2 separate regions of the Mus musculus genome follow, and region 1 is linked to region 2. A link is a contact called in public HiChIP or PLAC-seq data. All regions are on one chromosome and are shown on one strand. The core of a region is the stretch at or near the end of the contact, and the rest is flanking DNA. Distances in the headings are between cores, read along the strand shown.

Region 1 (3,420 bases), core at 269-2,768, 200 kb after region 2:
TTTTTCATAGCTCCTCCACTATCGTGTAGCCAGGTGACAGTGCCCCCGCTCCTGAATGGCTGGTTTGTGTCTCCATCCCTACTCCCCCAGCGCCCACCTCCTTTTCTTGAGCACCCAAATGTGTCCAGCCCTACCGGGACAGAAAGGACCAGGAGTGAGTCTGCAGCCCCTGTGTGTTACCTAGGCAGTGATCCTCCTGGGAGTCCTCCCATTTCTCACCAATTGCAACCAGACAATTAAAGGTCTTCCTAGCAACAGAGGGAGGAGCAGGGTCTCTCTGCTGTTGCCATGGTTGCTGGTAAGGATGCAGACTTGGGATGAAGCAATACGTGGAGGAAACCTCTCTGGGAGAAAAAGGCCACATGAGTGTTGGAGTCAAGATGGCACCTTGTGGACTTCCTTTCAGCCCTAGAACCTCCCATGCCTGAAATCAGCCATGCTCGTGCCTTCCTAGTGTTCCTTTAAATTCAGGTTCCGTCACTGATGAGCACAAATCTCTTGGTTAATACCGTGATACCCTTTGGGGTCTGTTTCTAGCCTTCATCCTCTCTTAAAATTTTTTTTACAACAGGAATTTGTCTAATTCCTGTCATTTGTAAACACAACAGATTTCATCAGGCCAAGGGCTCTCACCTCAGGATAAAAACAGCTTTTGTGGGAGATAAGGCCGAGATAAGGGCTTCTGGAGGGAGTGGCCAACCCTGCAGGTCAGAGATAGTTACCAATAGCAGGAGACAGATCCGGCTATGGAGGGGTGGGCTCTGCCTGTGGGGTTTACTCTGTTAGTGGCCTCTCTAGGCCAGTTTCCTCATCTGCCCCCCAGTGTGTGGGAGGTTCAAATGAGGTCAGCTAATTTGAATGACAGGGTCTGTGAATGCATGAGGTCATTTTTACATCCCCCTGGGATTGGGCTCAGAGGGAGAAGAGGCAGAGGAGGGAAGGGGAGAGAGGTTGGAGGTAACGCCTCACTAAATCTAAGGTGGGTGGAGAGCCAGCGATCTTTTTAAGAAGGCTGAAAATAGCTTGCTACAAAGCACTAGCCAGCGGCTTCCTTGTACAAGTTTTTTTTTTTTTTTTTTTTTTTAAACCGCAGGGTGCTAGGGTGAGGTGTTCTTATCTCCACTTCTTAGAGAAGAAGTTGGGGAAAGTGCTCAGACTTAGCTGGAGAGGGGGGTGCAACTGGAATTTCAACCGAAGCTTCCTCTTCATACTTTCTCACACATAGCCCAGGTTGGCTTTGAATTCCCTGTCTGTTGCTCCTTCACCTCTAAGTGCCGAGACTACCGCAATGCTTTTATATTTATTTTAGGAACGAGAAAAAGTGAGGTCACGACTAGGGATGCGAAGGACGTTTGGGAATGTACCCGGCTGGTGCTTGAGAAGCGGCAAGGAGAATCGGTCGGTCTGTTTCCTGGCTGCTATGCAACCGGGCTTCTCCCTATCCAGAGTCTTGTAGCTCACCCCTGAGTTGGAAAGCCTCTCTCGGCAAACAGAGAGCCTAGCAAGATTTAGCGGGAAAGTCTGCCATCTGGTGGCCAAAGGGAGGAGCTCACGGCTTGGGAAAGCGCGGCGTTGGAGAATAGATGTAGACAGCATTTGAAGTGGCGAGGGCTGCGGGAACAGAACAAGGCTGCCTAGCTGTCTCAGCATTCAATGTGGGGCCTGGGTGTGCGCAGGACGGAGCAGAACAGTCCTTATTAATAGTCCCCCACCTCGTCCGCCTCCTGAATAGTGAGTGTCCTTTCCTCTAGGGGCTGGAGAAGGTGAAGGACCCAGAGCAAGGTCTTAGCAGATTTCCTGCTTTTTAGTTCAACTCTTTGGACACTGTCACCAACTCCTAGCTCAGCTCCTAGCCCGAGTCTCACGCCTGTTCCTTCCGCCCGCGGAGTGAGGAGGAATTTATCTGCGTCCCGCCCCTCCGGTTTTTAATTCTGTCCCTCATGCTGCTGGCAAGTGAAGATGCCCAGGGGCTCTACACCTGGCTTCTAATTTAGAGAAATCCTGACTAAATGGGCCTAGGGGCTTCTGTCAAAGGCTCCCAGATGATTCCTGCATCTCGTTCCCTGGTGCTGAGGTGAAACCCAGGGCCTTTGTGCTTGCCGGGCAAACTTCTATTCCTGCGCTACATCTCCCTCATGTGATGTCACAGCTAGCCCCTCTGTAGCCTTCCTACCTTCAGGCGATCTACTTGTACTCTCTCCATTTGTGAGGACTCTGACTCATTTTAGCATCATCTCATTTCCTGGCCTTGTCGGCTGGTGTCTAGATTAGATGTCCATGGAGACAACAGGGTCTTCTCAGGGCTTCTTGCTCTAGTCTGTCAACTTTCCCACCAGCTCTGACCCCACTGTATCCCACGACTGTCTTGGGAGTTCGTCTCACCCCTGACGGAGCGCTTTCTGGGCAAGTTTTATTCATCTTTGCATCGTCCACTTCTGACAGTGCCGGGGACGAGCCGTGCCTGGTGACTCGGGATGTCGATAAATGGATAAATGCTCGAGCTGATTCCGCCTAGTCGGACAGGCAGACTTCAAGTTGCTGAGACCCTCGACCTTCTAAATGTCACTCTTTCTGACAATCCCTTAAGGCCGTGAACACGGGTCAGATGCTGAAAGCACTTGCTGCAGCTGCCTGGACCTGGGAGGGTGGGAGGGGAGGGGCTCTTGACAAGGTGACACACAATGTGCGGGGGGTGTGTGTGTGTGTGTGTGTGTGGGGGGGGGTGAAGTCCCAATCCCCTAATCCTGCCTAGCTGCTGCATGAGAGCTCCCCTCCCCACTCTTCAAAAAAACCAAACCAAACCAAACCAAACCAAACAAAAACAAAAAAACCCAAACCTGTGCTTGGAACAAATATGATAAAAAAAAAACCCAAACAACAAGTAATATTAAGTGTTTACCGCGTTTCATTTAACCCTCAGGTGGCTCACCCCTGAAGCAGTAACACTACTAAGTGAAATGGGCTTTTTTTGATGGGGTGTTAATTTGTATTGAGTTGTCTCTTTAAGCAGCTAATACTTTTTATCTAATTGGTACCTGTAACTTTTTCTGGTTTCTACAGTTTAAAATATTAATTTGGTGTTTTGCCTGCCTATATGCGTGTGGACCATATGTGTTCAGTATCCGAAGAGGCCAGAAGAGGGCATTGTATCCCTTGGGATTAGAAATATTGCTCTGTGGATACTAGGAATTGAACCAGGGTTCCCTGGAAGAGTAGCCGAGTTCTGTAACCACTGGACCATCTCTCTCCAGTCCTCCCTCCCTCACACTAATTTTTTTTTTTTAAAGACAGTCTCACCACGTCTCCCTGGATGGCCTGGAACTTGGTTATAGACCAGGTTGACCTTGAACTCAAAGAGATTTGCCTGTCTCTGCTTCCAGAATGCCAGGTCTAAAGGTGATCACTACCACTTGGCCACTT
Region 2 (3,360 bases), core at 729-3,228:
CTGATAATCTGGGTTTGAGTTGGTTTACATCTACTTCTTGCATACTCCGGAAGTAGAGGCAGGAGGATTAAGCTCGGCCAGGGCTACAAAAGAAGATGGCATTTCAGAAAACAGACACACAGGGAAGAGCCTAGCTTTGAGTCAGGTTGAATAGGTCAGCATCCAATAGTCTTCCCTGGACTCAGCCTTGACCACCCCCACCCCCGCCCCCAAAACAAAACAAAACAAAAAAACCCCAGTGCCTTCGTATTTCCCCCAAGAAATACTTTAAAGATCACTAGCGGGCTCTCCTATCCTTGTTCCTGTGATTAAAAGACACGTGTAAAAATGGGACCCTGTGGAGACCAGGCCTGGGGTGACTGGAATAGACACCACTCCCATGTTGTTCCTTGAAGGGGCCCTATACCTCTGTATTAGGCCACCAAGGCTGGAGAGCGACTGGTGCAGCTGCAAAACCCACTCTGGCCTCAACTGTACACTTGGGAATTGTTTATTTTATTAAATAGAAAAACAACGCACTAGGACAGGCACAAAGACACAGTCTTGTGGCAGCGCGGGGGCACCTTCCCTGGTTTCTGCTGCTGCTACTTGCTCTTGGGTGGGGGCCGATAGACCCCGACGACGACGGCGTGGTCCCTTTCGTAGGGCTCCAGAGTCAGCTGCTCCTGTGGCTTCAAGTTCTCCTGTTGCAGCTTCCTCACCTCAGAAGCAAACACGGCCTCGGCAGACGCTGTGGAGTCGATGCAGTTGGCCTTGATGGAAATGAGAAAGTGGCCTCCGTTGCGCAGAAAGGTGTGGGCGTTAAGCGCCACGATGCGCGACTGATCTGGCTGGGCCACATCGGCGAAGATCACGTCCACCATGCCAATGAGCATGCGATACTTGAGCGGGTGCCGGGCATCTTCCAGCACCGGGATGATGTTGGTGCGCTTCTTGGCCACGTTGACCAGATCGCGGCCGGCGCGATGGGAGAATTCAACCGCATAGACCAGGCCGTCGGGGCCGATGATGTCGGAGACGTGTGAGACAGTGGTTCCGGAGGCGGCGCCCAGGTACAACACTTTGGACTTGGGCTTGATGTGGATCTGGTCCACGCCGCCCAGGATGGCCGCTGCCAATTTGGAGCGGAAGGGATTCCACGTGCGGTACTCCTGTTTCTCCCCGTTCTCCATCACGGTGACGCGCTTCTCGCCGTACACCGAGACTCCAGGCACCATGTTCAGTGTGACCAGAGCATCCTCCGCGCCGCGGTAGATGAACACGCCCTCGTGCCGATGCGGCTCCACCGACACCGTGATGCCCTTCTTGCGGCGGTTCTTGTTCTTGCCTGGACCGCCGCGTCGCTGCCTGTCGCCGCCGCCGCCCCCGCCGCCCCCGCCGCCGCCTCGTCCCCGGCCCCGGCCGCCGCCGCTGGAGCCGCGTGTGCGTGCCCCGAAGCCGCCTTTGGTCCCTGAGCCCGTGTCACCTCCCTTGCTGCCTCCCTTGCCGCCACCCCAGCCCCAGCCGCCGCGGCCGCCCGCGGGTTTCATGGCCCCCGCAGCTCTCAGGAACTGCCGCGGTGGTCGGGGATCGCGAGGGACCCGGGCGGTTGCTGCGGAATGGGGACAAATTGTTGGCGGCGGCTGCCCGCAGGATTAGCCGCAGCGGGATGCAGGGGGCCGCGGTGCGCACATCCCCGGATCCACGCTTTGACGCGGTGACTTGCGTGATTGCATCACAGCCGTTTTGTAGCCCCTGTAGCCCCGGAAGCCCCCCTGCACCAGCTGCGCGCAGACACAGCCTGCTCACTTGTAACCCTTTGCCTTCTCTCGAGTCTGCTGGTATTTATTCTCTGCTTTCCCAGGGACTCCAGCTTCTTTCCCTGGATCTCGCAGTGGCCAAGCGTCTCTGTGGCAGAGAGATGGGAAGCGCGCATCCACTAGTCCTTGAGTTTCTTAGTTTCTTGCTCTCCCGTGTGTCAGCAGGAAACCTATGTGTAACCTAAATCATATGGCACTTACTTCAGAAAAAAAAAAAAAAAGGAAATTACTTCGATGTTTCGTCTGTGCTTTAAAAACCATTCTTTCATCCAAACCTTGAGGAACTGGAGGAAGAAATGGGCAGCACCGCGGATAGAAACCCAGACGTCCCTACATAGGCTTTAGCGTCCAGTCAGCACCAGGGACAGCTACCTCAAACACGTCTCTTCTGACCACTATTGGTGGCTTTGGGGCCAAGCTGGACTTCTGTGTAGCTGATCTAAGCACATGTCTGACCTCCCTGTTAGTGGAATTAAGTGCCAAGTCCAGGGAGATGGTGTTGGGCCCCCAAGGGCCCAAGTGTTGAGAACGCGACCCCCAGAAACACACAGCTTGACGGCAGAACGCTGCAACAATGACAAGAGGTTTTTATTCTAACGTGCGTGGAATAAAACCATGGGGGGGGGGGGCGTTGCTCAGCCTCGCAGGGAGAGTAAACCCCGATTGTCAAAAGTACATCTTTTTTATAATCTTTGAAAGGGGGGCACCTCACAGTGATATCATTATTGGCTAGCAAAGCAATAGTGTATTTTTAATTTTAGTGATCAGCTGTTGATGTGCCAGAAAACTTCGTCAGCAAGGTTAGGACAGTATGTGGTTTATTGTGGAATTCAAACTGAGGCAGGATTTCCAAGGACTGTTATCTGTGTTATAGCTAATTTTTGAGAACTGCTAATCTTGCTCTGGTCAACTGTGGTCATCATGACCTCTTAGTCAGTCCTCTCAGATGGGGAAGGGCCCGGGTGGTATTGAACTATTGAACTTGCTTATATTGGCAGGGAAAGGGAAAATTCCTCAAGCAGCAGGGGGAAGGGAAAAGCTTTTGCAAATAGCTTTGGTGCACATTAGCCAAGCTAAAAACTATATTTCTTCAGTGGAATGCACCTAAGAACTAGAACATGACACAGGGAGAGGATATTAACTCCCCATATGTGCACACATTAATCTCCTCTCCTGTCTCACATCCACAGACAGCAATGGCAGGGCTGTTCACCCCTGAGTATTATAAGACTTTCTTGATGAGGGCCACAAGTCTGCATGAGGATATAGAGAAGGTGGCAGAGGAAGAAATGCAGGATTCCTGTGATAGCTTGTTCGTGGGAAACACTCTAATTACAATTTGAAGAGTATTCTCTAAAATGAGTTACATTTGCTGTCTTGGTTGTGTTTCCACCAATCAGACCTTGTAATGACTAGTTTTTGCATATATTTGAATTGGCCATGGGATGCTCAGATACTTAATCAAATATTATTCTGGTTGTTTCTGGGCAGTGATTGGATGAGGTTATCATTTACATTTGTCAAGTAAAACAGATTGTCCTGCATTGTGTGGGTAAGTTTC

Evidence for each region. HiChIP or PLAC-seq counts read pairs in DNA pulled down with a chosen protein or histone mark.
Region 1: a contact with region 2 is called in an H3K4me3 HiChIP or PLAC-seq map of forebrain, with 4 times the contacts expected there. The contact joins the enhancer-like site here to the promoter of Fbll1 in region 2. A contact is called at or near these places in 11 of 39 promoter capture datasets (the 3T3-L1 cell line, 3T3-L1-derived adipocytes, cranial neural crest and 4 more), 1 of 15 datasets of contacts at CTCF or cohesin (embryonic stem cells), 20 of 484 Hi-C or Micro-C datasets (the AML12 cell line, the HL-1 cell line, cardiomyocytes and 6 more), 11 of 115 datasets of contacts at active chromatin or transcription factors (embryonic basal ganglia, embryonic forebrain, embryonic hindbrain and 4 more) and 3 of 9 other capture datasets (embryonic stem cells, liver and pancreatic islet).

The regions. Positions count from the first base shown.
Region 1 is chr11:35,999,968-36,003,387 of GRCm38.p6, forward strand. The region is part of intron 1 of Gm42072 (a long non-coding RNA gene); the gene reads left to right. Among named protein-coding and RNA genes, the nearest start is that of Gm42072, 3.8 kb to the left of the region's middle. Within about 2 kb of position 1,519, at least 51 of the 459 cell types and tissues checked have an H3K27ac peak or open chromatin away from gene starts, as enhancers often do. A contact at or near this core is called in cortical neurons, forebrain and trophoblast stem cells, where this site is marked.
Region 2 is chr11:35,796,906-35,800,265 of GRCm38.p6, forward strand. It overlaps Fbll1 (fibrillarin-like 1), which reads right to left and starts at 1,979. Exons shown (of 1, transcript NM_001004147.3): 1 at 475-1,979. The coding sequence starts at 1,529. The coding sequence ends at 585.